Regions from separate parts of the Mus musculus genome. Here regions 1, 3, 4 and 5 are each linked to region 2. The links are chromatin contacts, called in public HiCAR-type and promoter capture Hi-C maps. All regions are on one chromosome and are shown on one strand. The core of a region is the stretch at or near the end of the contact, and the rest is flanking DNA. Distances in the headings are between cores, read along the strand shown.

Region 1 (5,350 bases), core at 1,476-3,975, 990 kb after region 2:
TTTAAAAATTTTTTTTATTACACATTGTGTGTTGGTGTGCATACATGTGCATGTGTGTGCGGCCCACGTGCGCGCGCACACACACAAACACACACACTGTGGTGCACATTTGGAAGTCAGAAGACAACTTTCTACCATCCATTCTGCCTTTCCACCATATGGGACTCTGGGCTCAAACTCAGACCATCAGGCTCTATGGGAAGAGCATGTGCCCGCTGACCATAATCCCCGGTTTTTTTGTTTTGTTTTGTTTTGTTATTTTTTTCCTGATTGTCTATGGTCATTGCAAACAGGCCTAGGGCATAATGACTTGGGCTTTTCAGATTCTGTAGACTAATGCTGATGATCAAAAGATTCTACAGTTCATAAGAAGAAAATGAAAGAAATTTTCCTTAGTCAAACAGTAAAGATTTTTTTAACTAATTGGTTTTTCTCTTCAGATAAGGTTGCCTCTCAAGGTCCTAAGATAAGGATATTTATGCCATTGTGTTAGGAAGGAAGTAAAAGAGAGGAAGGGCATTGCCCGGCTGATGAACATGAATTGAGCTTACTTCATTAAATTCAATAGTATGCAAGGTTCTAATTCTGTTCCTCCAGAGACCACAAGTGAATCAACATGGAGTTCTAAATGTTAGAAATTGTTAACAGAGCACACAGAAAGCAGTTTCATGGGAAGAAGTTCCTAGGTGAGAGAACACATCTTCTGATAGTAAAGTGTGTTGTTTAACTGGTATATGGGCAACTAGATATAATTTTCAGAAGAAAAAGGTTGGCAAATAGAGATAGGTGTTTCTTGAAAATCCACTCACTGTCATGAATACCAATATGACACTGAGAACCACCAGGAAACTGGGGCACAGTGTAGACTCGAAAATACAATGGCTGAATGAGGCATACATGTTTCTCATTAAAGGAAATTCAGCAAAGTTGTCAGGAATTAAGTTCTTGTTATTTACTGCACTACTACCCTAAAGTATACAAGTGCCAATTTCTAGATTGATACCCTCTACTCGGACCTTTTTCTTGATTCTCAGACAGGCTTATCCAACTGCCAATTTGACATTTCTACCTGGATGTACCACCAGTGCCATAAAATCAATGTTCTTTTCCTTTTTAACTCCATTATTCCATGACTCACTGAAAGGGTCACTATCTGCACTATCTGTTAAAGAAAGATGCCAATATTTGACTATGTTCCTCCTTCCAATCCACCCCTCCACAATCCAATTACTCATCAAGTCCTAGCAGTCCACCCCGCCCCCACCAATCTCCTCACTATCTCCCCTGCTAACACTCTAGGCCAAACCACAAGCACTGCTTGTTTGGATGACTACCAAGGTCATAGCTATGCTCTCTAGTTCCAAGAAGACACTTAATCCCCATACAACACCTAAGATCTTCTAAAACACACACCTACAACATCTATGTGGTGACCAGCTGTAGGGTGCTTTCATAGACCCTCAGGACCCTCAGGTTTGAGAACTTTATTTTCTTGGTATTGGAAGTTTTCCATAAGTTGGATAGGATAGGAATTTGGGGCACCAGAATTGGAAGAAAATGAGAGACTATTCATTTGTGCTCAGCAGAGAGAGCCTAGGAGATAAGAAAGTAGAAGGGTGACATTACAAACTTGGGGGAAGTAACAGTTTATAGGAAATGAAACGAATATATAAACCCGCCTTGATGATGTGTGAAAATGTATGTGAATCAAATTGTCCATAAAGCCATAAGGATTGGCTATCTTTCATTTGTCCAGTATGGGCAAAGGTGACCTCAAGAAGCAGACTTCTGACTATTTGTGTATAAGAAAGATCTTGAATTTTATTTCTATAACTACCGTGAATTATAGTTTATAATAAGCTTTTTCTGGGTCTGCATTCACCTGCTCTATTGCTAATGATATTTTGTCTACTTCTCTTTGTCTTTACATTTTATCTTGTTCTCATGAAGACACCCAGTTGTTTATGTGAATTTATCAGGCAACAGAAGTGCCATTTCAAACTAGTGAAAAACGTTATTGAGGGTGAATCTGTCAATGCCATAATAAAAGTCATTACTTTGTACAGTTAACTTACGCTGAAAATGGTAGTTTTTTCAAATGAATTGAATCAGCAAAACATAATAAAACAACAAAACAGTCCAATATAGACACCAGGATGGTCCTTGTAGCATTGTTTGTAATAGTTCGAAAAGGGGGAAACAACCCAGAAAGTACACGAAGCTGAACTAAGTAAATAAATTATAGGACAGTTATACAAGAAAACATTATACATTTCTAAAAAAACATATGCTAAGGGAAAGAGGTTTGAATATATAACTTGAAAAAAAGCAGTTACAGAACAGTAGGTAACTAGTATAGCCGGTGTAGGGAGAAAGTGCACATAATCAGACTACAAATTAAAAAATTAATGGAGGAATGTCTATCAAAGTACTCAATGTCATGAGTATTTCTGAGGAAGGAGATTAAAGATAGCTTTTAATTTTCTGTTACATATTTCTGCATTTCTCTGGTTTTCACATGACAACACACTACTTTTGTAGTAAGAAAAATAACGATATAAAATAAATAATTTCAATGAATGAATCGTTTTCGTGGGGGCAGTTTGGGTTGGAAGGGCTTCAGACCGAACCTGGTACAGAGGCATAAACATGGGCTTTGGCGTCAGACAGCATTGAGCAGGGCCCCATTGCCCCACCCCCGAGGAAGGGGGCGGGGGGTAGGGGGCTGCGGAAAGGGGCTGGGCTGGGCTGGGCTGTCTGCAGCTCTAGTCCAGGAGGCTGAGACTTCGAGAGGGACTGAGAGGAGCAGGCACACGCATCCCAGACTCACTGGAGGACAAGGTGAGGGAACAACATTGGGCTTTCCTGGTGAGCAGACAGTGGTTCTAACTACCTGAAACCTATAGCTGGGCAGGTGGGCAATTCTTATTTGACCACTATAGCTGGAGCAGAAGTGCTGCATTTGATGCGGTGTGAGAATGAGAACGACCAAGAAAGTAGTAAGCTGTATATGAACTGGACAGCAGAGACTGGCAGAGGTGGAGGGGAGAAAAAGGGGAACTGTGCATGCTTGGAGGAGAAGGAAGAATATGGGGAAATAAGAAGGGGAAGGCGAGATCCAGGGACAAGAATAGGGGATGCAGAGAAGGGTTAAGGGACACTGGGGAGGGGGGTTGCATAGGTAACACAGAGAAGGATGTAAGGAATGGGAAGAGATTTCTGTAGAGTAAATAGGAAATGCGATGGGAAATAGGGAGTCCGGAGTTAGGCAAGGGAATAGGGAGGGGGGGAATAAGGAGTGTTGAGGGGGGAGGGGCAGACGGGCTGGGACGGAGGCCCCCTAGGGAGGCGGAAAGGGGCGGGACCACTTCCGGCCTTTAGTGGGGAGGGCAGTATCTGAGTTTCGGAGGGGCTTGGAGAGAGTGGACACACTCGGGAATTGTAGGAGGACGAGGTAAGTCATGGGCCCCAGCTTTGGATGAGAGCCTGCTAGGGGTCGGCCCCACCCTCTGGGATCTGGAGAAAACCTGCCTTAAGAGCCAAATCTTACCGAATCCATCCAGCTAGGAAGGGAGGGGACTGGACCCCGTTTGGCTGGGCCTAAGATGGAATCACTAGTTCAATCCTGAGTTGAGGAGGGGGTGTTACAGGGAAGGAGCCAAACCAATTTGGGTTTTACCGTTTGGAGGGGGGCGTGTTAGGATAAAGGGCGGGACCTGGAGGCTCTGTGAAATTGATAGGGTGGTTGTGAGTAGGGGAGGGGCTAGGACCACCAGACACTGCGACAATTTGGATGGAAGGTTTGTTGGGGAGGGGGCGGGGCTGAACAGCATTGCGGACCTGGAGAGGGGCGTGTATAGGAGTTGGGTGCTGGACTGAGACCGTGGACATTGCGCATGCGCTTTATGTATAGCTAGAAAGGGGCGTGTTGAGAAGGGCTCGCAGAGACTGGGCCAGCTGCTGAATGCGCATGTGCACGGTGGACTTCAAAGAACGGGTTTGTACTGGGAAAGCAGGCGGGGTTGAAAGGGCGCTGCAGAAGACGCGCATGCGCACTCTAAGCCTGCGGCTGGGGGGGGGTGCGCTGGGAAAAGGGGGCGGGGTCCTCAGAGCTGCCGCGCTGGCACATCTTCCTGGAGGAGGGGAGGGTGCGGCTGCAGAGAACTGAGACCTAGAGACAGAATTTCTGTATCTGAGCACCTACTGGTTGGGGCTCCGGGAGGGGCTGGGCTTTGGGGCCCTAAAGAAGGTGAGGATCAGCTTCTAGGCAGAACAAGGGATACGACGTTCAGCGGGCTCTCCACTTGACCCAGGCCTTCTCTTTGAACTCAGCTTTGCTAGGTGAACTTGAGACATGTCTGACACAAGCGAGAGTGGTGCAGATCCAGCTCGCTCTCAGGTAAGACCGATACCCCCCCCCCCCCTTTCTTGCTGCTTGCCTTTCAAGCCCCTTTTGCTGCCCTAAATCCTTGGAGCTTCTCCTCCCATCCTTGTCATTCTCCACCCACTTCTTTGCCTGGGTGCATCCCCTCTCCCCAGTGGAGGGGAGGCCAAGAGGAAGGGAGAGAGGGTGGGCGGGCCCTTGGTTCTGTCATTACTTTTTAACTGGGAAGCCTGTTTAGGCTGGGGTGGTCAGAGCACACCACAGGTAAGAGTCTTTACAGGTCAGAGAAGTGTAGCCACCTAATTTTGGGACCATTTGCCTTGTTGAGGGGTGGGAAGAAGGTCAGTGAACTTCCTTGCTTTCCCTTGCAGGGCAAAGCTTCAGAAAAGGACAGCGGCTCCGTGATGCAGGACCTGTTGACCGTGACCCAGAACTTGGAGGTCTCAGAAACACCAAAGGCAGAAAAGGCACCAGAGGTTTCAGAGGCTGCAAAGGCTCCAAAAGCCTCTGGGAACCCAAAGGCGACAGAGGTCTCAAAGGCCCCAGAGGCGTCTGAGGCAGCTGCCACCCAGGCCTCACCTACCACACAGCTGAGTGAGACCCAAGTTCTGGCAACTGAAAACAAGAGTCCAGCAGCTGACACCAAGACGCAGAAGTCTGACCTGCAGGCTATGACAATGCCTACAACCCCGACCAAAAAGGTCAGCTGTGGTACCGATCCAAAGGTCAATACAAAGGCTCCGGAGACTGAGGCTCCTGCCTCTCAGGCTGGGACAGATGAACCAGAGCCTGAGGGTACAGCTGTCCAGGTTCAGGAGAACCAGGATACTCGGCCCAAGGTCAAAGCCAAGAATACCCAAAAGGTAAGACATACCCATCCTTGCTTCTCCACAATCTTCTTGTTCATTTGTCTGCCAAAATTAAAACAATTCCTGTGTTCCTGAAAGACCCAGCGCACACTAACAG
Region 2 (5,453 bases), core at 441-2,940:
AAAAAGTAATTCAAATCATGTTATCTACAAAGGAAACACGTGATAGGGAATTAATTGTCTATAATAGAAGTGATTTGAGGAGAAAGGAAGTAAATTTAAATTTAAAAGGAGCGTGACTGTTTTAGGGGTAAAACTCCTGGAGGAAGGAAAAGGTACTGGGGGTCGACACCTTGCTAGGGGATTCAGCTCCTGGGGGTGGGAGGAAGAGCAGTTAAGAGAGAAATATAAGGATTAAGAAGTGAGACTTAGTTCTTAAATGTTGGTTAGCTGTAACAAAACAAAAAGATATACAGACCAGCAGACTACAGAAACATAGGCGGGAAAGGGGGCGGGTCCCAGAGCTTGTAGCGTGGAAGGGGTTGGAAAGGCAAAGTTTCACCTAGTGGGGGCACGAAGGAGACCACTAAGACTGCAATTATCCGACCACTGACCCGTTTATTGTTCTGCCCAAGTATGGTCTCAAAACATTCAAAGTTGAAGAAATCAGTACGCTGTCCCCGCGTCAGGGATAAACAAGCAAGAGGACCTAGGAAAATGGAAGGTTACTGCTGATCCATCCACAAAGATGGAGTAAATGCAGGGAATAAGATAAGCTCTTTTAACATCTGCGCCAAAAGCACCACGGAAGGACATGGGACAGGGTAGATGATTCAGGCTAGGCTCTAAATTAGGACTACAGAGGAGGAGTGATAGGATTTTTTTTAACTTCTCCCCTTAATAATGCATCCCGATATTCACGTAGCTGAGCGATTTGACAGGGAGACAGAATTTGGGAAAGGGAAGGTACTCTAATGACTCTACAGATTGACCTCTCAAACCTTAGCCCGAAAGCCGCGGGAGCAGGGAAGCAGAGCCCACCTCGGATCAAGAAAAACTAGGGGTTTCATATGGGTCGCTGCAAGGGCTGAGAAGCAGCAAGCGCGCAATAATTATGAGAACAATCTTAGGTGCGTCCCTCTCTCCCACTTTTTAATCTAATCCCCAGCCCACTACCCAATGAACTATGGACTCCCTCCCGCACTTCCCAACCCGCCCACTGCGACGACGAAAACAGAGGCGAAGAGCGATTGGTGGGGCAAAGGCAGGCCCACACGAGGCAGAGGCCGGGGGAAATGGTGTCGCTTTAACCGGTAAGAAACAGGATGGTCTTCAGCTCAGGAAGGATTTACCGGCACCACGACGTTTCGCCATTCGTCATCTCCTTAACGTCTGGTACCTGAGAAGCGTCACAAACGCGGATAGCTAACCCCTTGGTACCGTGTAAGAGCAAGACAGGCAGCCGCCGCCGCCGCCATCTTAACAGGCGGCCCGACCCTAGTCACTGCCCCCCCACCCCCAAGGTATCTCCGCCACCGCCGGCGAATCCCCACGAGGACGTAACCCTGCTCCCGCGAGAACTCACCGGCTAAGAACGGCAGCACCAGAAGACGCTGCTCGCGCCTCCGCAGCTCCTGCACTCAGTAGCCAACCTCGGCCGCCGCCTTCGCGTGATCCCAGGAGAACCTCCACCGGACCAGGAAAAACTGAGCCCAGCCCGTCCCAACCCTCGCTTGCCACCAAACCCCAAATCGCCACCGCTCCGCTCTCACCCCACGCGAAGCGAAAAGCAAATGACGCACAACCTCACGGAGCACTACGGGGCGGAGCCAGCATGCCGCCGCCGGCTCCCGCATGCGCCGTAGGAACTATCGCGATATTACGTTCAGCCTCGCCGAGACCTTCGTAATTCACCGCAGGAGACCGCCCGCGCCTCGCCTTTAGGAAACATGAGATCTCGCGAGACCAGGTGCACGCTCCTAAAAAGGAGAAAGGCGGAGCTTCGTGAAAATGACTGGGAGTTTTTTCGGGGAAAGGGAGGAAGCTCTCGTCCTTTAGGGATCTCGCTTACCACGAGGTTTCCGACCCACTGCGGAGCTTGCTACCAAACCTCGCGATGACACAGCTCAGCGCCAAATCTCGGCCATGTCTTGAAAACTACCTCCGCCCCCGATTTAGGTGTCTGGAGCCTGCCTAGTGCTTAAAAAGTCAACCTGTTTATTCTCACGCTTCCAGCAGGGCTGTACCAATTAGCCAAACTCCATTCCGAAAGCGAAAAGAATGGGTTCCCATTGTTACCTGCCTCGAGGAATAACGTGCTAGTCTTAACTAACGCATAAAAGATGTTCAATTTACAATAAACACACAAATGCAAATGGAAACAATGACACACCAGTTTTTGTGCTCAAAACATGGGGGGAAAAATCTAAAGACCTCTAATATCCATACTTCTTCCTTCGCCGCACTGCAGGCTAACCTGAATCCATCTTTTCACTAAAAGCTCATATCATTAGTTCTACCTCCGGAGTCACCAGTTTTAAATATTGAGGCTTTCCTTACCTTATAACAAAAAAGACCCAATAAAGTGGTTTTCTCCAAACAAAGGCGTCTGCCCTCAAAAGCAAATTCAAGCTTGGGGTGGGGAGAAAGGCGCTTGGAGATTTTAATATGGCAGTTTTTGCATGTCTAACCAACAATGTTTCTCCAATAAATCGGGATCCAGTCTGGCCCGTTTGTGAGCTTTTCCATTCTAATCCATTGTTCTGTCTATTCTAATTTAAACATGCTTCCTTCAGAGTACAGTTTAATTGTACAAGCACCCCCATCTTTAAAAACATTTTCTTGGTTATTCTTAGCCATCCCCCCCTCATAAACTTTAGAATCGTCAAGTTCCAAAAACTTAGTATATTTATTGGAATTGCATCAACTGCTTGAATCAATATAGAAAAATGAATATCGTTACAGAATAGAGGCTTCCTATGCAGAAGCCTGATATTCCTTCTCCATTTATGCAAACGTTCTTCCATTGTATTCCTGAAAGTTTTATAGTTTACTTCCAGATATTTTTATTTTTCTTGAAATTTAGAGTGGGGGGGTTGGTATTAAAATTTCAAAATGTTTATTGCTTATATACAAGACTGTTCATATTTAACTACTGACTTTTGTAATTAGAAAAATGAAAATATGCTCAAACAGCAGTAAAATGAAAGCAACGACATGTGATTTTTTACTGTATAACTGAAAAGATATAAAGATAAGTAACAATTCATGTTGGCATAGCTATGGAAAAATAGGCAATATCGTACTACGTTGGAGAGTGTAAATTATTATGGCCTTTGGGGAAGGAGATTTAGATAAATCTATCAAGATTTGAAATACATACACGTTTTGATTCTGCTATTACTTCTCGAAGAATTTCTCCTACAGGAATACCTTCGTACATGTGCACGAAACATACACAAGCCCATTCATTACTTGCAATAGCCCCCTCTCCCCCAAAGAAAACAAGCTAGTGTACAACAATCAGGAAACGGTTAAATAAACTGTAGTCCAAGCATACAATATAGCTATGTAAAAATGGGACACAATTGAATGCTGTGATATACTAAGATACATAAAATAGTTTTAAAAATTAATGCAATGAAACAAAATGAATGTGTGTCCTGCAGCACCATACATATCAGAACACACACACACACACACACACACACACATACATATCAGGACACATGCACGCGCACGCGCGCGCGCCTAGTAGTGACCATGAAGCTTGCCTGCTCGCCCCTCACCTTCCTTTTCCTCTTGAAGCCGCCTTCCTCCAACCCTTAAGAGAAAAACTGAAGGCTGGGCCTTTACTTCTTTTCTAGGGCCACTAGGCCAGGGCCAATGCCGGTACCTCGCATCCCCACTGTTGGCCGCTCTCTTGCGCGCTGTTCGCTGCTTCCCCGCTGTCCTGCTGTCCCCAAAGATGCAGCTAGCTCTCTGCTGGAGGCCGCAGAGGACTGGGGGAGGGGAGAGGAGGAGGGGTTCGAGGAAGGCTGCTGCTACCGCCAGTCTGGCCCTTCAGCAGCCTTTCCCAAAGGCTCTCCAAAGCGGCTACCTCCGAGCCTCAGAGCCAGATCCCGTGGGAACTGCCCCCTACCTCGAGGAGTCTAAAACCGCCCCGTCCCCCCAGGTCCCGGAAGAGGGGAGGGGGGAACTAAGCTCACCTCCGCCGCAGGGGCTTGGCGAGGCCTGCAACAGTGTGCAGGGTCTGAGGCCAGTAGCAATCTTGTCCCCCCCCCCCAGCCCCCTCCCTCGCCCTCGGCTTACAAAGCCCCCCCCACCCCCACGGCTGCACAGCTCACACTGGATATAAGGCTCCTCCTACCACGCGATTAGCCCCGCCTCTGTCCCTTGAGAGGGCGCTCCTGCTCCCTTGGTGGTATATTTTACTCACCTAAGGGAGACCTTGCTGGAGCTACTCATGGTCCAATAAATGCCACCATAGAGGATAGTAGGATCACTAAGGAACTGGAATTTGATTGCTCTACAATGAAAATCCCTGAAGGGATAAAACTTGATATGCATTTTAAAAATTAAGGAACGGGGAGTATAAGAGGGCAAGATGACACACATTGTGGAGGGCCAGAATAAAGGATGAGAAGCACCGTGCAAATCTACAAAGGCACATAGTCCTCCCTCAAACATTTCTCCTTTGTATTAGGTGGGGTGGTACTATGATTGGAGGACTCCATAAACTGTAGATACATTTGTAAATGTATAGAAATAAAAATGACCTGGTGGGAAATGACCCTATTAATTGGTATTTGTCTGGGATAGAGAATGAAATTGGAGAGTAAAAGGATGGGGGAAAGGGCATTGATTTGCAACTCTGAATGCTTCAATAAGGTTTGAATTTTAACAAATGAATTAATTTGATTTTCAAAACAAAAATGAAAAGATGTTAGTGAAAGAACCCTTGAGACATTCATTCCACGTTACAGAATGGTGGTTCAAACCCTGAATTGGGAATCTGCTTAATGGAACCACTCCCTCCCTCCATGTGCAGTTTTCTGTACAACCTAAGAAGATGCACAGAGGGCCCTTTGAGGTAGTCTCATTGTATATTCTTAACAAAGGTGTATTTCGTGAATGAGTGTTACTCCATTGTAAGGCTGATTATTTAACTAATGTCCTATGTTTAGGTCTTATTATTATTTTTAAAAACAGACTTGGTTTTTATCATAGCAAACATTGGAAAGGAGCAGCCATGGTTCTGTGCCATCCATCCATGGCCTTGGCTTCCAAAAGGGCTACAAGATAATCAGGACAAGCATCTCAACTTTGAGCAGTAACTGATCAGACAGCTATGTATCTTTGCTTGATAAAATAGCATCTGAGAAGTGGTCCAGGGACTTTTATTTCCAACAGCAGCCACTTTCAGATCATAAGGATGGATCTCCCTAAGTTTCTTGAGTAGCTGACATCCATTTGGACCCAAATAGCTTGTCTTGCAACTTCTGAGTTCTTGGTTGGCTTCTGATTTCTCAGTAGACCCCTGTCACCCTGGGCCAGCTCCTTGTCTTATAGAATTTCATAACTGGCAAGAACTTTCTTAAAGGAGAGGACCCCTGGATGGGGTGGGAGCAGGAGAA
Region 3 (5,246 bases), core at 460-2,959, 710 kb after region 2:
ACTGGATGATCATATCACAATGCTGGCTTATCCTGAACCTCTTTCCTGCAGTGTAATCAAAGGCCTGGCTTTACCTGAAGGAGGACAGAACTCCTCAGACTGCTGAGGGCAGTGGTGGGCTGTATCTCCCCCATGGGCTCTTTCTAAATATTTACAGCTCAAACATTTTTGTTGCAAGCTAAAAATGTGTCCCCTAAGTACTTCAGCTACAACACTCAAGGTTCATTTCATAGTGTTTTCCAATTTCCCTTTGTTTTTGTCCTTTGACCTATTTCCATAAAATAGAGTCCATAAGGTTACACAAATTTATGGATTTCACATGTTTCTTTCTCTTACTAATTTCTAATTTTGCTTTGCAGTCTTTCTTTTTTTTTTTTTTTTCTTTTGTGGTCTTGGGATGAAACTCCAGGACCCCAGTATGCTGGCAAGGTAGATAGAAACATTATCAGCCCTTAGTCCTTAAAACATACTAAACGCTGTTGTGTGGAATACTACATGGTGTGTCTTGGAGAATGTTCTTGTGAACTTCAGAAAAATCTATATTCTGTGCTAAGTGTGGTGGTGTGTGATTAGTCCTAGAATTTAGGAGAGTGTGGTAAGAGTCCAATACCAGACATGGCTACACAGTGGAAACTGAAGTTCCTAGAGAAAAGAACAGGTACATCTGTATGGACCGTTCTATAGGACCAAATGACGGAGCTTTGTGGTTGGGGTGAGTAAAAATGTTACAGAGGAGAGACAAATGACCTTGAGCTACTTTTAATCCCATTGAAAACAATTCCTTGTCTTCCCTTGAATCTGAACGAGAAATCTCGTGGTTATCACAACTTTTCAAATACATACTTAACAGCGAGCATCTATGAATCCAAAAGCTAAGAATGTCATCAGACAGTATCTGAAACCTAAGCAGAAATTTCCTCATCCCACTACCTGTAGTCTCTATCAATAGATTTAGTAAATGCTTTGACTTAGGACTTTCTTTGTTCTGTAACTACTAAAATGTCATTTGACCACTTCCACAAAAGAAAATATCTTTCTGGACAACCTGAATCCTGGACATGGTCACTCATATTTGACTCAAGAATGAATTGTTGGAGCTGGAGAGATGGATCAGCGGTTAAGAGCACTGACTGCTCTTCCTAGAGGTCCTGAGCTGAGTTCAAGTCCCAGAAACCACATGGTGGCTCAAAACCATCTGCAATTGGATCCGATGCCCTCTTCTGAGGTGTCTCTGAAGACAGTGACAGTGTACTCACATATATAAAATAATTATTTTTAAAAAATTAAAATTACATTTATTTATTGTGTGTGGGAGTGCCTGCGCCTGTGAATGCCGTGTAACACATGTGGAGGTGAGAGGAAATTGCAGAAATCGGTTCTCTAGTTCCATCCTGTAGGGCTCAGGGACTGAACTCAGTTCTTCAGGCTTGGAGGCAATTGCCTTTATCTGCTGAGCCTCGCAAATGTAGGTTTTCTCGCCCTCGCTATTCTTTTCTCCTTTCCTCTTTATTTCAGCTATGCTTCCTAAGTACTCTGCTCCAGGTTCTCCTTTAATTATTAGGATTTACTGTGGTAAGTGGTAGCATCTACCACTGATGGCGTTTCCCACTGTTCTGGTCTTGCTGCCAGCCAGATTGGCAGAAAACTAAACCACGTTCTGAGAATCGGCTTTTGGCTCCTTTTGCCTGGTGAGGTCGCCCTAGCGATTGGGCTGCCTGGGAGCCACGTGATCTAAACGGATGATGGCGGGCGCCGCTGAAGATGTGCGTGTGCTCTTCGGAGCTGCAGTCCGAGCTGCGCTGGAGGCTTGGCCTGCTTTACAGGTAAGTGAGGTCCTGGCGGGGGGTCACGATTAAGGCTGTGACAAAATAGAAGTTGACCAGGCGAGGCGCCAGAGCCATGGCTGGGCGGTGTAAGCGGCAGACTCCCAGGCCCCGGCAGGCCACGCCGTTCTGGTTTCCATGCTGTCATGGTTGGCTTGGGCCTGTGTTCACAGATCGCTGTGGAGAATGGCTTCGGGGGCGTGCACAGCCAGGAGAAGGCCGAGTGGCTAGGGGGTGCAGTGGAGGATTACTTCATCGCCAATGGTGAGTGAATGTGAGGTGTTGCTGTCTGTCGCAGTGTGGCGTGGCAGAGCCTCGACGTAGAGAGCCCGCGTTTGATGAATGAATCGTGACTTTGAGATCAGAATTGTGTCTTTAGAGTGCCTTAGAGGCAATGACACTCAAATGCTATTATGCTGGAGAACGCATTTTGCCTTCCAGAGAGTCATTTTCCTACTTTCTAAAATGGTTATGGAAAGATCCGACGAAAAGAACTATTCGAGTCATATCTTGTAACTTAAAATTGCTGGATGAGGGGTGGGGGACAGCTCCGTGGACAAAGGCCAACAAGCATAACAGTCCGAATTTCATAGCTGGGACAACATGGAAGGAGAGAACTGGTACACGCTTAAGGTGTCCTCTGATTCTCCCTACACAAGTAAATATAATTTTAAAATTGTTGGGTGAGGAGTGTAGCCCAGTGGTAGAGCACTTTCCTAGTCTGCTCGTGTCCCTGGGCTCCAACCCTGGTGCCACCAAAACTAAAAGCAGTACCTCTGATAAATAAAAGGCAGCCAGGCCCTGTGGTGCAGGCATGTACTCTCATATTCCTGATGCAAAAGGACCTCAAGTTCAGATTCACCACAACCTTGTCTCATAATAAAAATAATATAAAGACTTGGAGATATAGCTCAATGGAAGTGCTTGCTTACTACACACATGTGAGGCTCTACACTACTCATACTACCACAAATGAATAAATGAATGAAAGAAGCAAATATTATAGTGTTATTAAATTCATATCCAAGGTCTAGCATATGGGCCATGTTTGTGATTCTAGCACCAGGGAGACGGAGACAGGGGAATTGCTCTAAGTTTCAAGCTCCATATCCCCAAGTTGTCCTTATGATAAAAGAAGGGGCTGGAGAAATGTTCAGCTGTTAAAAGTGCGTCCTGCTCTTCCTAACCTGAGTTGGGTTCTCAGCTCACAACCACCTGTAACTCCAGCGCCAGAGGATCCAAAATGTTCCTCATCTGTACACATGTGCATGCACATACATGTAATTAACAAATAAGTAACACAGGGCTGAAAGGATGGCTCAGCAGTTAAGAGCATTTGTTCTTGCATTGGACCTCGGTTCCGTTCCCAGCACCTACATGGTATCTCATAGTTATCTATGACTCCAGTTCCAGGGGTTCTGATATCATCTTTCTGTCCTTATCTGGGCACCAGGTACACACAGTGCACACACAGGCAATCAAAACAACATGCACATGAAATAAATACAACAAAAATCCTCTTCCAAAATATTTTAGTATGTCATAAGAATTAAGCATTTTTCACTTTTAGTATTAAATTTCACAATCTGGAGTTTATTTATTTATTTAGGTTTTTCAAGACAGAGTTTCTCTGTGTAGCCCTGGCTGCCCTGGAACTCACTCTGTAGACCAGGCTGGCCTTGAACTCAGAAATCCACCTGCCTCTGCCTCCAGAGTGCTGGGATTAAAGGCGTGCGCCACCACGCCCGGCACAATCTGGAATTTTAAAAGTCTTAGTACGTCTCATTTGTGACCAGCCACATTCTAAGTGCTTGTGCTCGATAAGCACATGCTGCTGCTTCTACACAAAAGTTCTACACTTCCATTTTGTCTTGGTGGGGTATAAAAGAACAAGAGGACTTAGAGTATTGCATGCTGTTTTTTTTTAACTCTTCATTAACATCCTAGGTTTTTTTAAAGATTATTTTATTTATATGAGTACACTGTAGCTGTCTTCAGACACACCAGAAGAGGACATCAGATCCCTTTACAGATGGTTGTGAGCCGCCATGGGGTTGCTGGGATTTGAACTCAGGACCTTTGGAAGAGCAGTTGGTGCTCTTAACCACTGAGCCATCTCTCCAGCCCCCAATATCCTAGTTTTGAGGATGGTATTAGGCAGATTCACAGCTCAACATTTACAATCTAGTGAGTGATTTCAGGTAAGTAAATGAATAGTTAAAATACTGGGTGGTGTGTGTTATGCTAAAGAGGAGCTCAGAATTCTTCAGTTAACTGAGCCTGAGGAGAAGCCTTTTTGATTTGATTTTTGTTTTTTGGGTTTTTTTTTTTTTTTTTTTTTTTTGAGACAGGGTTTCGCTATGTAGCACTGACTATTCTAGAACTCTTCTGTTGACCAGGCTGGCCTCAGACTCCGAGATCTACCTGTCTCTTGTCTCCCAAGTGCTGGGATTAAAGGTGTGCGCGCCACCACTGGTCAGTAAGAGGCCTTCTTAAGAGTAGCGATTAGAGTGAGGCCTAAGGAATGAAAAGGGGGAAACTAGGTAGAGATGATAAAGCATGTACTCAAAGGAGTTAAGTGCATTATATTAAGGGGATGGAAGAGTGGTAGAGAATGGTGTGTGTGTGTGTGTGTGTGTGTGTGTGTGTGTGTGTACAGAGACACTGACTAAAGGGTAAGAGATAAAAGGCCTTCTGTGACTTTGCTTATAGAGATAGAAAGCCAGTGTCTGTAAAATTCAAGCTATAAAAGACTTGTCTCGTTAGATATTCAATGAAGAAAATGTTTCTCCAGTCAAATTATAGAAGCTTTTTTCTTCCAGCTGCTATTTTATTCCTAGTAGTAGTAGTAGTAATTGGAGACAGTATCTCCTTCTATAGCTCAGGCTGCCATGGAATTTATGTTCCTCATGCCTCATTTTCCTGAGTGCAGGGTTATATAGGTGTGTGCCATCAGTCCTGACTCTGTTTTCCATTAGCTTTTTATGGAGATCTTCCCGTAAAACTCAGCAAAATTGAGCTGGGAATGTAACACAATTGGTAGAGTATTTATCTAACATAAGAGGTCCAGGGTTCAATCCCTAGAGCCACATTAACCAGGCATAGTGATTCATGCCTGTAATCTTAGCACTGGGAGGTGAAGGAAGGAGGATAATCAATTACCAGGAGGAATTCCAGGCTAACCCTGTATTATATAGTGAGTTTGATGCTAGCCTGGGCTACATACCTGTTATAAAAACAAAACCCTGAAACTCAGCAAAATATTTCCTAAAGGCAAGCTTCACAATAGGTGATAAAATTCATGAGCAGGTTCTAAGGTAAGTAAGTAGTGTTTGCTAGCTAGAAAATTCAGAAAGTAGTTAGTATAGAAAATAATGTCTAGGGGGCTGGTGAGATGGCTCAGTGGGTAAGAGCACCCGACTG
Region 4 (5,896 bases), core at 1,370-3,869, 790 kb after region 2:
TGTTGCAGCTGAACAGAACTGTTTAATTGCCTCCCTCCCTGGGTAGCTTGTATAGTATTTTTGGAAGCTTGGAAACTAGACCATAGGAAACAGGCTTTCAGGCTAGACCCAGCTCAAATCATAAGAGTTTGTCTTAAGTGTACAGTGTCTTCAGCATCAAGGGCTTACCCTCAAGCTCTGAGAGGCAACCAAGAGCTACATCAATAATCTATACTGTTTTCAGAGTCACTTTGACTACCCTGACCAATCATTTGAAAGGAGTTTTCTCATGCATGGTACTGGGGTTTTGTTAAGCTATGGTTTTTGTGGAAGTATTATCAGCTCAAGTGGTTTAACTTCCTTTAAGATAAAATAAATATTATTATATATTATATATTGTATAAACACACATATATACATTATATATAAATATATTATATATAATATACATGTATACACACACACACAAACACACACACATACACGCACAATTTTAGGTGCGTATAAAATGATTCCTGGATGCTTTATCAAATAACCTTGGTGTTGTTCACAGCCAGAGTTTTAGTTGAGAAAATTGGGTTTGATGCATAAATTTGCATTTCTAAGATCCTCTGGTAGTCCAAGTATCACATTTTGAAAAGCACTAATGGAAAAAATGAGATTATTTGCAAATTTTATCTTCATTCTGTTTCTGTGTTTTTCATGCAACCGATGAGCTTGTATTACTTTACAGGTTGTGTTGTATCATAAACTCTCTTTCATCTGTACTCCATACTTTGCTGTTCCTCCTGGAGACAATCATTTAAGATTGAACTGGGGATGTAGCTCAGATGGTACAGTGCTTGTCTAACATGCAAAAGGTATTGTGTTGGATCCACTGCAGGGCATACATTTAAATTGGGTGTGGCGGCACAGGCTTCTAATCTTATTATTCCAGAGCTGCACAGAGAAGGATCAGGAAGTTCAAGGTCATCCTGCGATACAGAGATTCTGAGAACATCCCGGGCTAGAAGACATTCTGTTTCAAAATCATGAATTTCCTTTTTAAATCACTCTGCCTGTGCAAACCAGGATGATCTTGAATTTCTGATCCTCCAATCTCAGACTCTGTACTCAGGGGATGTACTACCATACCTGGCATTTATATTTCTCTTTATCCTGATCCAATTTTCCCAATGCTACCTATTAAACTGTTCAATCCCCATTGACTTGTGGTGCAGCTCTTAATTTCAGTTGACAAATTTGCTTCCAGCCAGTTTTGTACTGGGTTTCTATGAGAGTTCAAAGATGAACTGTCATTTCTCTGAGGAGTCCTCTCTCCTGTGGTGATGAAGCCACATTAAGAACTATAGTGTACAGGGACTGGAGAGATGGCTCAGCAGTTAGGAGAGCCTGTTGCTTTTGCCGGCGACCTGAGCTCAGCAGCAAGCTTTCACATGCAGATGGCTCACAACCATCAGCAACTCCAGATTCAGAGGATCCAAAGCATCCTTCTGCTCTCCACATGCATCAGGAAGGTATATGGTGCACATACATACACACACACATAACAGCAAACTCACAAACTAGAACAAATCTACAAAAAATTTAAGAAAAAAACCTACTACAGTGTAGTATTGTGATAAAGGATGCTGTGATTCTTACTCAACTGGGAGTCATAAAAACGCTGGTATTAGAAATTTCATAGAGCTACAATAGGTAAATAGAGCCTGTAAATACTATGGCTACTTTGGGGGTCCAGAAGAATCTGGGGTCTAGAGAGAAAGGTAGCAGCCAATCCTGTACTATAAGGGGAGGGAGAGCAAAAGGGCTTGTTTTCAGCAGGAATGAGTTGCAGATGAAGAACACACGTTCTGGGTGGTTGCCTTACCTAGCCCAACCCCCACCCTTAAGGTTTAGACTTGAGGAGAGGGAAAGGACTGGAAGTAAATGACCAGGAAGGAATTAAATTAATAGTTACGCTTTTTGGAGGGTTATCTCACTTCCCAGTCAAGTCAGAAGTTTCCTGAAATGGTTATTAAAGACACCCTTACCTACCCTCGCTTTAGAGATAGGTTTATTTTCTGCAGACACAGGAATCATACATGAGGGAGAAGAGGGTAAACCGGTGAGTGACAATTCCAAAGAGTTTCGGTTGCTGCTCCCGGCTGAGCCTTGCTATGCTTTAGAGTCCCGTGAGACTGGAAAGCTGCTGAAAACAGCGAACTCATTTCAGGTGGGATATACGCAGCCAAATAGACACGTGATTCCGGCGGCCATTTTCTCGCACCCGGTCTGTCGCCATCTTCCAGGAGGACAAACTATTGCCCCCTACCCTCATCTAATGCTGCCAGTGATTACTTTGGTAACAGACTAGAGAAGATACATCCTTAACCCTAGCCAGGAAGCCGCACAAAAGAGTTCGTCTTACAAATAGCTTTTGTGGCCACATGAGTATACACACACACACACACACACACACACACACACAAACAAGACACAGATACACACAACTGCCCCCCCTCCCATCGCCAGGCTCCCGCCCCCCTCTTCGCTATTTCTTTACCCGCCGGCAGCCAGGAGGCGGGGCCAGCGTGGGAGCGGGGGCGGGACTGTGCGGCGCAGCAATTATATCGAAACTCCGCCCTTGCGTCTTACGCAAATTAGGCGGAGCAAAGAGCTGGGCTGGGATCCGGAAGTCTGGGCGGAGCCTAGCTGCGCACTCCTGGACTGGCGACGTTGTGCTTCTAACAGCTCTCCGAGGTCCCTGCCGGAAGTGTAGGTAAGAGACTACTCTCTTTTTTTTCGTGGTGAGTGCTCACCAGGCCAGCAGTATAGTAAAGATTGTTTTTTTAAAGGTGAAACCAGAGATGCTCGCCATCCTGGACTAGAGAGGTGAAAAGCTGGCTCTCTTGTAAAGTAGAAGGGCCTGGAAGAGGGATACGGATAGCTCCACATGTGGCGATGCGCTGAACTGCATTCTGGCGGCCTCCTAGAGAGGCTCTAAAGATGCATCCTGGCTATGTAGAGAGGCACTGACCATGCGTATGAGACAAAATGTCGGTTGCCCTCCGCCTTTCAGGATATTTGGGCGTCATTTCGCATTACTGCCATTTCTCCCATGTAGACAGACGCCCCCATCCATGTGTGAGAAGGTCTATTACGTTTATACTTTCATTGCGTAATGGAGACAGGTGTGTCGACCCATCAAATGGTGGATGATATCATCCCTGCCCTATAAGAAAATAATTTCCAATACAAGGTTGAGCAGGCCGACTTCTGGCTTATTAAGGCATAGGTCTTTAACGGGGCTTGTCCATCTCCATACTGCGATAGGGGAGCTCAGAATTGTGTAATATCTAGAGGAAGAGAGCTCCTAACGTAGAGACCCACCCTTCTCATGTTTACCCTTGTAACCAGTCACCAGACACCATCAGCCCTCAAAATCATTGGAGACAGAGACTTATGGGCAACCACACAGATTTACCCCTCCCCCTTCATTATGGAAAATTAGACCCCCATAGCTACCCCATAAAGAATTGCTGTTTTTCTGACGGTAGTAAAGGCCCACCCAAACTGGCTTACAGTACCTGGGAACAGACTTTAGTCCACTGAGATAATGCTATGCCTCTCAAGTAGACCCTCAGGGTAGAGAAACTCAGGTTTATTTTCTTCCCTTTTGAGGTAGAGACAGAACCCCACCCTCCAAATGATTTATAATCACCAGATTGACCAAGAGAGGGGGCATCTGAGCAGTAGAGATGCAGACAACTCCCCCCTCCCATTTAGCCCAGAAAGCCAGTGATATCACTGATCATCCTACAATGCAGTGCATTCGAAATCTCTCCTCATCCATAGAATAGGAGCTCAGATTTTCTCTACTTTTAAAATTGTATTTATTTATGTATATGAATGCTCTATTTATTTACATGTGCACCTGTATGACAGAAGAGGACATCGGATTCCACGATAGATGGCTGTGAGCTACTATATAGTTGCTGGGAATTGAACTCAGGACCTCTGGAAGAACAGGCAGTGCTCTTAACTGCTCTTAACCACTGAGCCATCTCTCCAGCCTCTTAATTTTTGTTGTTGATTTTTTTTAAAATTTATTACGTATTTTCCTCAATTACATTTCCAATGCTATCCCAAAAGTCCCCCATACCCCCCCCACTTCTCTCCCCCCCCCACTCCCATTTTTTTGGCCCTGGCGTTCCCCTGTACTGGGGAATATAAAGTTTGTTTGTCCAATGTGCCTCTCTTTCCAGTGATGGCCGACCAGGCCATCTTTTGATACATATGTAGCTAGAGTCAAGAGCTCCGGGGTACTGGTTAGTTTATAATGTTGTTGAAGCTACAGGGTTGCAGATCTCTTTAGCTCCTTGGATACTTTCTCTAGCTCCTCCATTGGGGGCCCTGTGATCCATCCAGTAGCTGACTGTGAGCATCCACTTATGTGTTTGCTAGGCCCCGGTGTTGTTGATTTTTTTTTTTGAGACAGTTTTTTTTTTTTTTTTTGTGGGGTGTGTGTGTCCTGGAAATCTCTCTGTAGACTAGGCTGGCCTTGAACTCAGAGATCTGCCAGCCTTTGCCTCCTGAGTGCTGGGATTAAAAGTATGCATCACAACTGCCAGATATTTCTTCTCACCTAAGGTAAAATGAGAGATGCACACTTCCCAAGGGAGGAGCAAATTCATTGAGTTTATAATTGCATGGCCTTATGCCTTGTTTTTTACTCTCATAGAGAACCAGAAGCCGGGCGTGGTGGCCCACGCCTTTAATCCCAGCACTTGGGAGGCAGAGTCAGGCAGATTTCTGAGTTCAAGGCCAGCCTGGTCTACAGAGTGAGTTCCAGGATAGCCAGAGCTACACAGAGAAACCCTGTCTCGAAAAAAAACAAAAAAAAAAAAAAGAAAAAAAAAAGAAAAAAAAGAAAACCAGAGGCCCTATTCCCTTCAATACTAATGTGCTGTTGACTTCAATCCACATGAAATCTATACACATCATTCTAGTCTTCTAGTCCACCACCTATGGAAGGATTCAGAATAGCTTCCATCAGGCAAAAGTGTGTGGACCCTACTCATTCAAAGCTGCCCACTTTCCTTCATACTACCTCATCATGGAAATAAGCATAGCAGCTTTGCCCCTCCTTGACAGATGAGTAATGAGACCCAGGCTCTATCTTCCCCAACAATTACAAATTGCGTGGACTAGTGTCCTCCCGTGTAGCAGAGACGCACATAGAGACATAGCCACTGTGCCGGATTCTTTAGTCAGTGACCCAAGAACAGAGGAACAAATGACATGTCCTTCCTCTTGCCAGGGTGCAGACCCTATCCACATAGGCAGGTGAGATGCCCCTGCACCGCCTCCTGACATTAGCATTGACTTCAATCTGTGCAGCCGAAAGTAAGGATTCTGAGGACCTATTTCTCCAGGATTGACTCCCGGGATTTGTTTCCTTCCCCCTCTTGAAGGGTAGATGACATGCAGAAGCTCCCTTCAAAAAGCACACTATCACTCCTCTTCACTGATGAAACATATTATCTGTTCTTCCCAGTGTGGAGGTGTTTAGCACCAGTCTTTTACCTGGGATATGATACTACAAGTACCCACTTGTATCAATTATTGTATCAATAATTGTATTGGAGGCATGGACTCCATCCAGGAAGAAAGGTTCTGATCTATTTCTTTCTTCGAGTGATATAATACTGCTTTCCTTGTGTCTGCTAAGCCATATTAGGCCCTAGATCCAGAATAGTATTCTCCCAATTTCCCAATTGTTTAGAGCTTCCCGATCATGTTCTGTGACATTTTATTTTGCCTTTCCAGGGCTTAAAGGAGAGTTGTGGTTCCTAGGTCTGTCTTCAAATTCCTGCTTCTGTTCCAACAGGAAGAAGCAGACAGATTTGAACATCTCTGTTTCCAGCTTCTCTGA
Region 5 (5,467 bases), core at 338-2,837, 760 kb after region 2:
GTACCAGCAGCGCCTTCAGCCCCTTCCTCCAGGCTCAGCTCCACCTTTCTCTCTCATCAATACCCCCTACCTCTTCCTCCCCTTGTCCTGTGGCCACACACACCTAGCAGAAGCACAATCTAGGATCAGTCCACCATCTCCCTCTCTCTTTTGCTCATACTTTCGGGCTACTGAGTCGTATAAGGGGAAATCACATAAGGAGAAAGCTTGCATTACTCTCCAGCTTCAGTTTGGGGAAGCGGGAAGACCACAGATTTTGGACTCTGATCTGTTTTTAAATCCAGGCACCATAATGACAGTGTGACCTTGGACAAGTTACTTCTCAAAGCCTCAGTCTGCACCCCTAAAAATGTAATTGATGATATCCACTTCACAGATGGCTCCTGAAGCTGAAACAAAAACCCTTGTAAAAGTACCCAGTTCAGTGCCATGCACAAATGTAGTCACTTAGCTAATGGGAGACTTCTTTTCTCCTATTCCAACCACATCCCCATTGCTGCCCTGAAATCCTGCCCCCTTTTCTTGGAGTGCTTCCTCTCCTGTTAGCCTCAACAGTTAGAAGAGAAAGGAGTCTTAAGGCTTGAGGGCGCAAGGGACAGATAAGAGCAAGGGGCAAAGGCTGAAAGGACTGGACCGAATACTGCAGGAGGTGGGGGTAGGGGTTGAGGGGACCCAAGGGGCTAGGGTGAGCATGTCGGCTCCAAGTCCTAGAACAAGAACCCGTTCCCGGTACCAGGCCCGTGGCCCAGGTTCCCATGCTGTCTGGATCACTCACCAGGCCGAGGCTGCGAGCCCTCCAGGTGGTAGGAGAAGCGCAGGGCCCGGTGGTGCTGAGGACTAGGGCCGCAGGGTAAGACCCGGGAGCTTGGAGGCGCTCCCAGGCTGGCATCCGAGGGTCCAACAAACTGAGGATCCAAAGGGCCTCCAAGAGCCGTGCCTGAGCCCCTGCTCACCGGCAGCCCGGGTTCCAAGGCTCCAGGGTCCGAGTCGGCACAGGCCAGCGGAGCGGCACCGGGGGTATTTGCCGCTGAGCGTTCGGGATCCGAAGGCCCAGGGCCCCCCGGGACTCGGTGGCCATGCATGGTCCGGGCCTGGGCGCGGGGCCCGGGCTCCCCGCTTGGCTCCAGTTCCTGGGGCGGAGGCGCGGGCGGAGAAGGCCCGGCGCCCGGCGGAGCAGCGGCCTCAGGCTCGGGGGGCGGGGCTGCGGGCTCAGCCCCACTGCGGAGACTCGAGCCCCCGACCCGGGCTCCGGCCAGCAGCCGTGGCGGCAGCAGCAGCAGCAGCCGCGGCCACCGCCGTTGCCGCGCCAGGCATCGCCAGCCCTGGCCCCAAGCGGGGAGTGGGCTCGGCGGGGCCGGGGGCCCGCTGGGGAGCGCTGTCTATGCGGCTGCGGCTAGGCGAGGGTCGGGGGCTGCGCTAGGCACGAGCTCTCCTAATAGATGACCAGTCACTTCCGTAGCCGGGGGCGAGCGGCCAGCCGGATCCCACCGAGGGGGGTCTCTTTCTCCCGGAATGAGAATCGACCTGGGTTCTCTGGGCTAGTCGGGAAGGGTTCTTCCTCCCGCCGCAGCGGAGGCTGGGGGCGGAGGAGAGGGGAGGGGGAGAGGAGAGGAAGGAGGGAAGAGAGGACGGCCGCGGCCGGGAGGCGCGCGTGTGCGCCGCGCTCTCCGGCTGCGAGGCTTGCCTTCGGGCAGTCCTCCGGAACGATGCTCCAGCCGTGCGGGCGGAGGACCGGGCTGGACCGGGCTTCTCCGCCTTCGTCCTGGGTCTGCACCGCGGCAGGCGGGAAGAGCCCTGGGAACTGGGGGATGGGGAGGCGCGAGCCGTTGCTGAGACAGCCGCAGCCACCGCGGCGCTGAGACCCAGTTATTGGAGCCCCGCCCCCTCGTCGGGATTTGAGCTTGGCCACGCCCCCTCGCTAGGGCCAGTTTCACCTCTAACTGCTAGGAGCTTAAGGCCCTCCTTCTGCTGGCCCTTCAGCTTTCCTTCCCATCCTTCCTTGGTCCCACAGAGGCGAGTCTCTGGGCCCAATTTCCGAAATCGACCCTTCCGTCGCATCTCATGCCTTCTTCCGCTCTCCCATCACACTCTTTCCCAGAAGCCTTTCCACATGTCCCAGAGTTAAGCTAGGCTTGGCACGTAGCGATCCTTTAGTACTTATTTTCTCAGACCAGATCTCATGGCCCTTTACTTTTCCACTCTTTTTGTCGCGGTCCCTTGTTTTGTCCGTTACCCGGCTGGCAGCAACCCAAAACTGAACCAGTCCAACTGTTTGCCTTTTTTTCCATGCTTGTGCCCAGGCAGCTGAACACTACTGGGTAACACTACAATTTTCCACATTTGTGTCATGATAAACCCTCATTTCCCAGCTTCTACAAGTCCCTCAGAACTGACCCGACACCCTACTAGTAGTCAACTTTCTTTTCTGTTTCACCCCCATTGCCTAGATAACTCTCATCCATGGTGGCCATATCAAATCTAGTCTCCCCAAGATCTTGATTTGTGCCCCCAACTCCGTCCCACGGTACTTAGCTGATAAGCCCATGTCCTACTTACATGGAGTGAACAGAAGACGCCAGAAGAAAGGTCTGGAATTCTTAGCAACAGACCTCTGAGTTCGTTCCGAGTCCCTTCGCTCTGGGCTTTAAACAGTCAGGTATCTTCTCCCATCTAAAAAAACAAGCACCAAAAGTTATCTCTCTTCTCTTTTTACAGATGACTCAAGACTTGCTCATAGTCAAGTGTCCCATTTCCTACCTCCCACTTATCTTTAACCCTGCTACAACTCACCTCTACTACTTCTTCCAAGCTATTTTTCTTATCAAGGTCTTCCATAGCTTACGTTACTAAACCGAAAAGAATCTCTTTAGAGGTCATCCTACTTGGACTTGCTAGCATTCAGGTAGCACCAGTGACCTCTCCCTTCTCCTGAAATTGCTTCCCTATGACATATCATGCTTATTTTTCTCCTTTTTCCTTTTCAGTTTCCTCCTCGTCTTAGTAGTGTTCTTGGGAGCTTTGGCCTGAGCTCTGTCTTCCCACGCACTCTCTCTGGTCTTTCCCTCAATATCTCATTTGCTTCTATGGCTTCAATTATTACTTCTTTGATAGTTACTCTAAAATACTTCAAATCAAAACATTTTTCCTGGCCCAGACATTCAGCTGGTTAGAAAACAACATTGTTTGAAAATCCTAGAGAAACCTAGAATCTCTGTTCTTTCCCAACTCAAGAAATCCTCTCTCAATGAGCTGTACCTTACCTAAGTGAAGGATCTTGGTCAAAGTAGAGATCTAAGCTATACCCTGGCTCTTTTCTCTCTCTCTCTCTTCTACACCTCCCCCCCCCATGCAATTGCCAAGTCTTCCTATCATCTACAGGACCATCTCCATCATCTACTTATACAGTCTCATTTCCATTGCCACTCGCTGGTGTAGGCTAGTACAGCTTCTAATCTGCAATACCTTCACAGCTCTCCTGTTTCAGTCTTGTTCTCTGGAATCTATTCTTAACTATTTTTCATTATCATGTATCAAACCCAAAGCCTCAGGCAAGACAGGCAAGTGTTCACTGAGTCCTGGAATCTATTCTCTATATTGTAGGCAGTCTGTATTATTACTATTTTTTGAGACAAGCTCTCACTGTGTAGCCTAGGCAGGCCTTGAATTTATAATCCCTCTGTGGTTGCCTCCTGAGTGATGAGACTAAGGGCATATACTACCACATCTGGCAAGTCTATGTCTTTCAAAATCAAATATCATTCACAAGTTTAGAATCTTCCAAGTCCCCAAAGGTTCAAAAGAAAATTTACCTTCCTTAACATTAGAGGTTTGGCAGGGCTCTTTATGATCTGGTGAGATCTCAATCAGCCTTTCTAAACCTAATGCTTGAGTCAAAGTTGAAAAATTGTAAGACTGTTCCTTGGTCTATCCAGCCTCTGAAGGCTTTTTTAACCTTAATTTTTAAAATTCTTTGACAATTCCATCCATATGACCTCTGGAGGTTTTGGGTTGTTGTTCTCTTTTGCTTCTTTGGGTTTTTTTTTAGCGGCAGGGCCTCATTTGGAGTCTAGGCTGACCTTGGACTGCAGTGAGTCCTCTTGCTTCAGGCTCCGGTGTGCTGGGATGAAGGCTGAGGTTTTGCACGTTTGCTGCCGTCGCATATGGAACTCTCTTCACTTCTCCCTCATTCCTCTTCACTTGCCTAAGTTTCAGCTGACGCTGTGAATGTCTCCGGAGCATGGAGTCTAGGCTTCAGGTGAGGCACCAGTTATGCTGTAAGAAGGATCACAAACAGGAAAGTGTTGAGCACACACCACTCTCAAAATGACCGGACCAGTACCGGAGATGACGTGACATAAATGCACACCAGATTACAACACATAAACATGCACATTTATAAACTGCATTAAGGCTATGAATGAACAGAACAGAGAGAGTGACAGGAATGAAAGAATTTAGGGGTTGGTAGTGTCTAGCTTTAGGGGTCAAGCAAAGCTTGAAAGAATGGGAATCAGCAAATGAAGAATGCAGATGAAAGTATTCGGGGGGGGGGCTGGAGCTACAGCTCAGTAGTTATGAGCACTGACTGCTCTTCCGAAGGTCCTGAGTTCAAATCCCAGCAACCACATGGTGGCTCACAACCATCTGTAATAAGATCTGACGCCCTCTTCTGGTACATCTGAAGACAGCAACAGTGTACTTAGATATAATAATAAATAAATCTGAAAGAAAGAAAGAAAGAAAGAAAGAAAGAAAGAAAGAAAGAAAGAAAGAAAGAAAGAAGGTATTCCAGGGAGGGTTGGAGAAGAGATGGCTCGGCGGTTAAGAGCACTGACTGCTCTTCCAGAGGTCCTGAGTTCAATTCCCAGCAATCACATGGTGGCTCACAACCATCTGTAATAGGATCCGATGCACTCTTCTAGTGTGTCTGAAGACAGTGACAGTGTACTCGTATATAAAATAAGTACATTTGTTTAAAAAAAAAGAAAGAAAGAAAGGATGTATTCCAGGGAAAGGCCTCAGTAAGTAGGAAGACCCTGTGGAGAACTGGCATCCATGGATTCAACCAATCTCAAGTCAAAAGACTTGGGAAAAGGCTGGGTGTGGTGGCACATGGCTTTAATCCTCACACTCTGGAGTCAGAAACAAGCATATCTCTGAGTTCAAGGCCAGCCTGGTCTACAGAGTGACTTTTAGGATAGCTAGAGCTATACAAAGAAACCCAGTCTCTCAAAAACAAAGCCAAAAAGCACTGTAATGAATATGCATATTTGTTAAATCCTCTATATAAAATGGCATAGCCTGTGTAATATACCAAGACTCCATCACCAAAAGGCAAAAACACTATAATGTTTGTAACTAAACTAAACACATCATCCTGTATGCCTTTTCCGTCTCTAGAGGACTTACAATAGCCAATACAATGTAGCGCTCTGCAAATAGTCGTTATTCATTGAGCAGGTGTTCT

Evidence for each region. Promoter capture Hi-C pulls out the DNA fragments that hold promoters and counts their contacts. HiCAR-type assays count read pairs that join an accessible place to other places.
Region 1: a promoter capture Hi-C map of pre-B cells shows a contact between it and region 2. The contact joins the promoter of Maged2 here to the promoter of Huwe1 in region 2. A contact is called at or near these places in 5 of 39 promoter capture datasets (cranial neural crest, frontonasal cranial neural crest, liver and 2 more), 2 of 484 Hi-C or Micro-C datasets (CD4 T cells and Th1 cells) and 1 of 115 datasets of contacts at active chromatin or transcription factors (astrocytes).
Region 3: a contact with region 2 is called in a promoter capture Hi-C map of 3T3-L1-derived adipocytes, with 5 times the contacts expected there. The contact joins the promoter of Tsr2 here to the promoter of Huwe1 in region 2. A contact is called at or near these places in 9 of 39 promoter capture datasets (the 3T3-L1 cell line, 3T3-L1-derived adipocytes, the HPC-7 cell line and 6 more), 1 of 484 Hi-C or Micro-C datasets (CD4 T cells) and 5 of 115 datasets of contacts at active chromatin or transcription factors (astrocytes, embryonic stem cells, forebrain and 1 more).
Region 4: a HiCAR-type map of astrocytes shows a contact between it and region 2, with 4 times the contacts expected there. The contact joins the promoter of Gnl3l here to the promoter of Huwe1 in region 2. A contact is called at or near these places in 4 of 39 promoter capture datasets (the C10 cell line, hippocampal neurons, liver and 1 more), 6 of 484 Hi-C or Micro-C datasets (B cells, CD4 T cells, CD8 T cells and 3 more), 7 of 115 datasets of contacts at active chromatin or transcription factors (astrocytes, embryonic limb bud, extraembryonic endoderm stem cells and 4 more) and 2 of 9 other capture datasets (adipose tissue and liver).
Region 5: a promoter capture Hi-C map of second pharyngeal arch cranial neural crest shows a contact between it and region 2, with 2.6 times the contacts expected there. The contact joins the promoter of Fgd1 here to the promoter of Huwe1 in region 2. A contact is called at or near these places in 11 of 39 promoter capture datasets (the 3T3-L1 cell line, 3T3-L1-derived adipocytes, HPC-7-derived erythroid cells and 6 more), 2 of 484 Hi-C or Micro-C datasets (embryonic fibroblasts and nephron progenitors) and 4 of 115 datasets of contacts at active chromatin or transcription factors (astrocytes, cardiomyocytes, embryonic stem cells and 1 more).

What each region holds. Positions count from the first base shown.
Region 1 is chrX:150,811,720-150,817,069 of GRCm38.p6, reverse strand. Maged2 (melanoma antigen, family D, 2) reads left to right here and starts at 2,725. Exons shown (of 13, transcript NM_030700.3): 1 at 2,725-2,841; 2 at 4,333-4,399; 3 at 4,756-5,247. The coding sequence starts at 4,355.
Region 2 is chrX:151,799,519-151,804,971 of GRCm38.p6, reverse strand. Huwe1 (HECT, UBA and WWE domain containing 1) reads right to left here and starts at 1,690. Exons shown (of 83, transcript NM_021523.4): 1 at 1,403-1,690. It also overlaps the pseudogene Gm18498.
Region 3 is chrX:151,093,006-151,098,251 of GRCm38.p6, reverse strand. Tsr2 (TSR2 20S rRNA accumulation) reads left to right here and starts at 1,709. Exons shown (of 5, transcript NM_001164578.1): 1 at 1,709-1,823; 2 at 1,997-2,087. The coding sequence starts at 1,740.
Region 4 is chrX:151,014,045-151,019,940 of GRCm38.p6, reverse strand. Gnl3l (guanine nucleotide binding protein-like 3 (nucleolar)-like) reads left to right here and starts at 2,619. Exons shown (of 16, transcript NM_198110.2): 1 at 2,619-2,740; 2 at 5,852-5,896.
Region 5 is chrX:151,043,290-151,048,756 of GRCm38.p6, reverse strand. Fgd1 (FYVE, RhoGEF and PH domain containing 1) reads right to left here and starts at 1,587. Exons shown (of 18, transcript NM_008001.4): 1 at 776-1,587. The coding sequence starts at 1,082. It overlaps Gm46690 (a long non-coding RNA gene), which reads left to right and starts at 2,665. Exons shown (of 2, transcript XR_001782846.2): 1 at 2,665-4,255.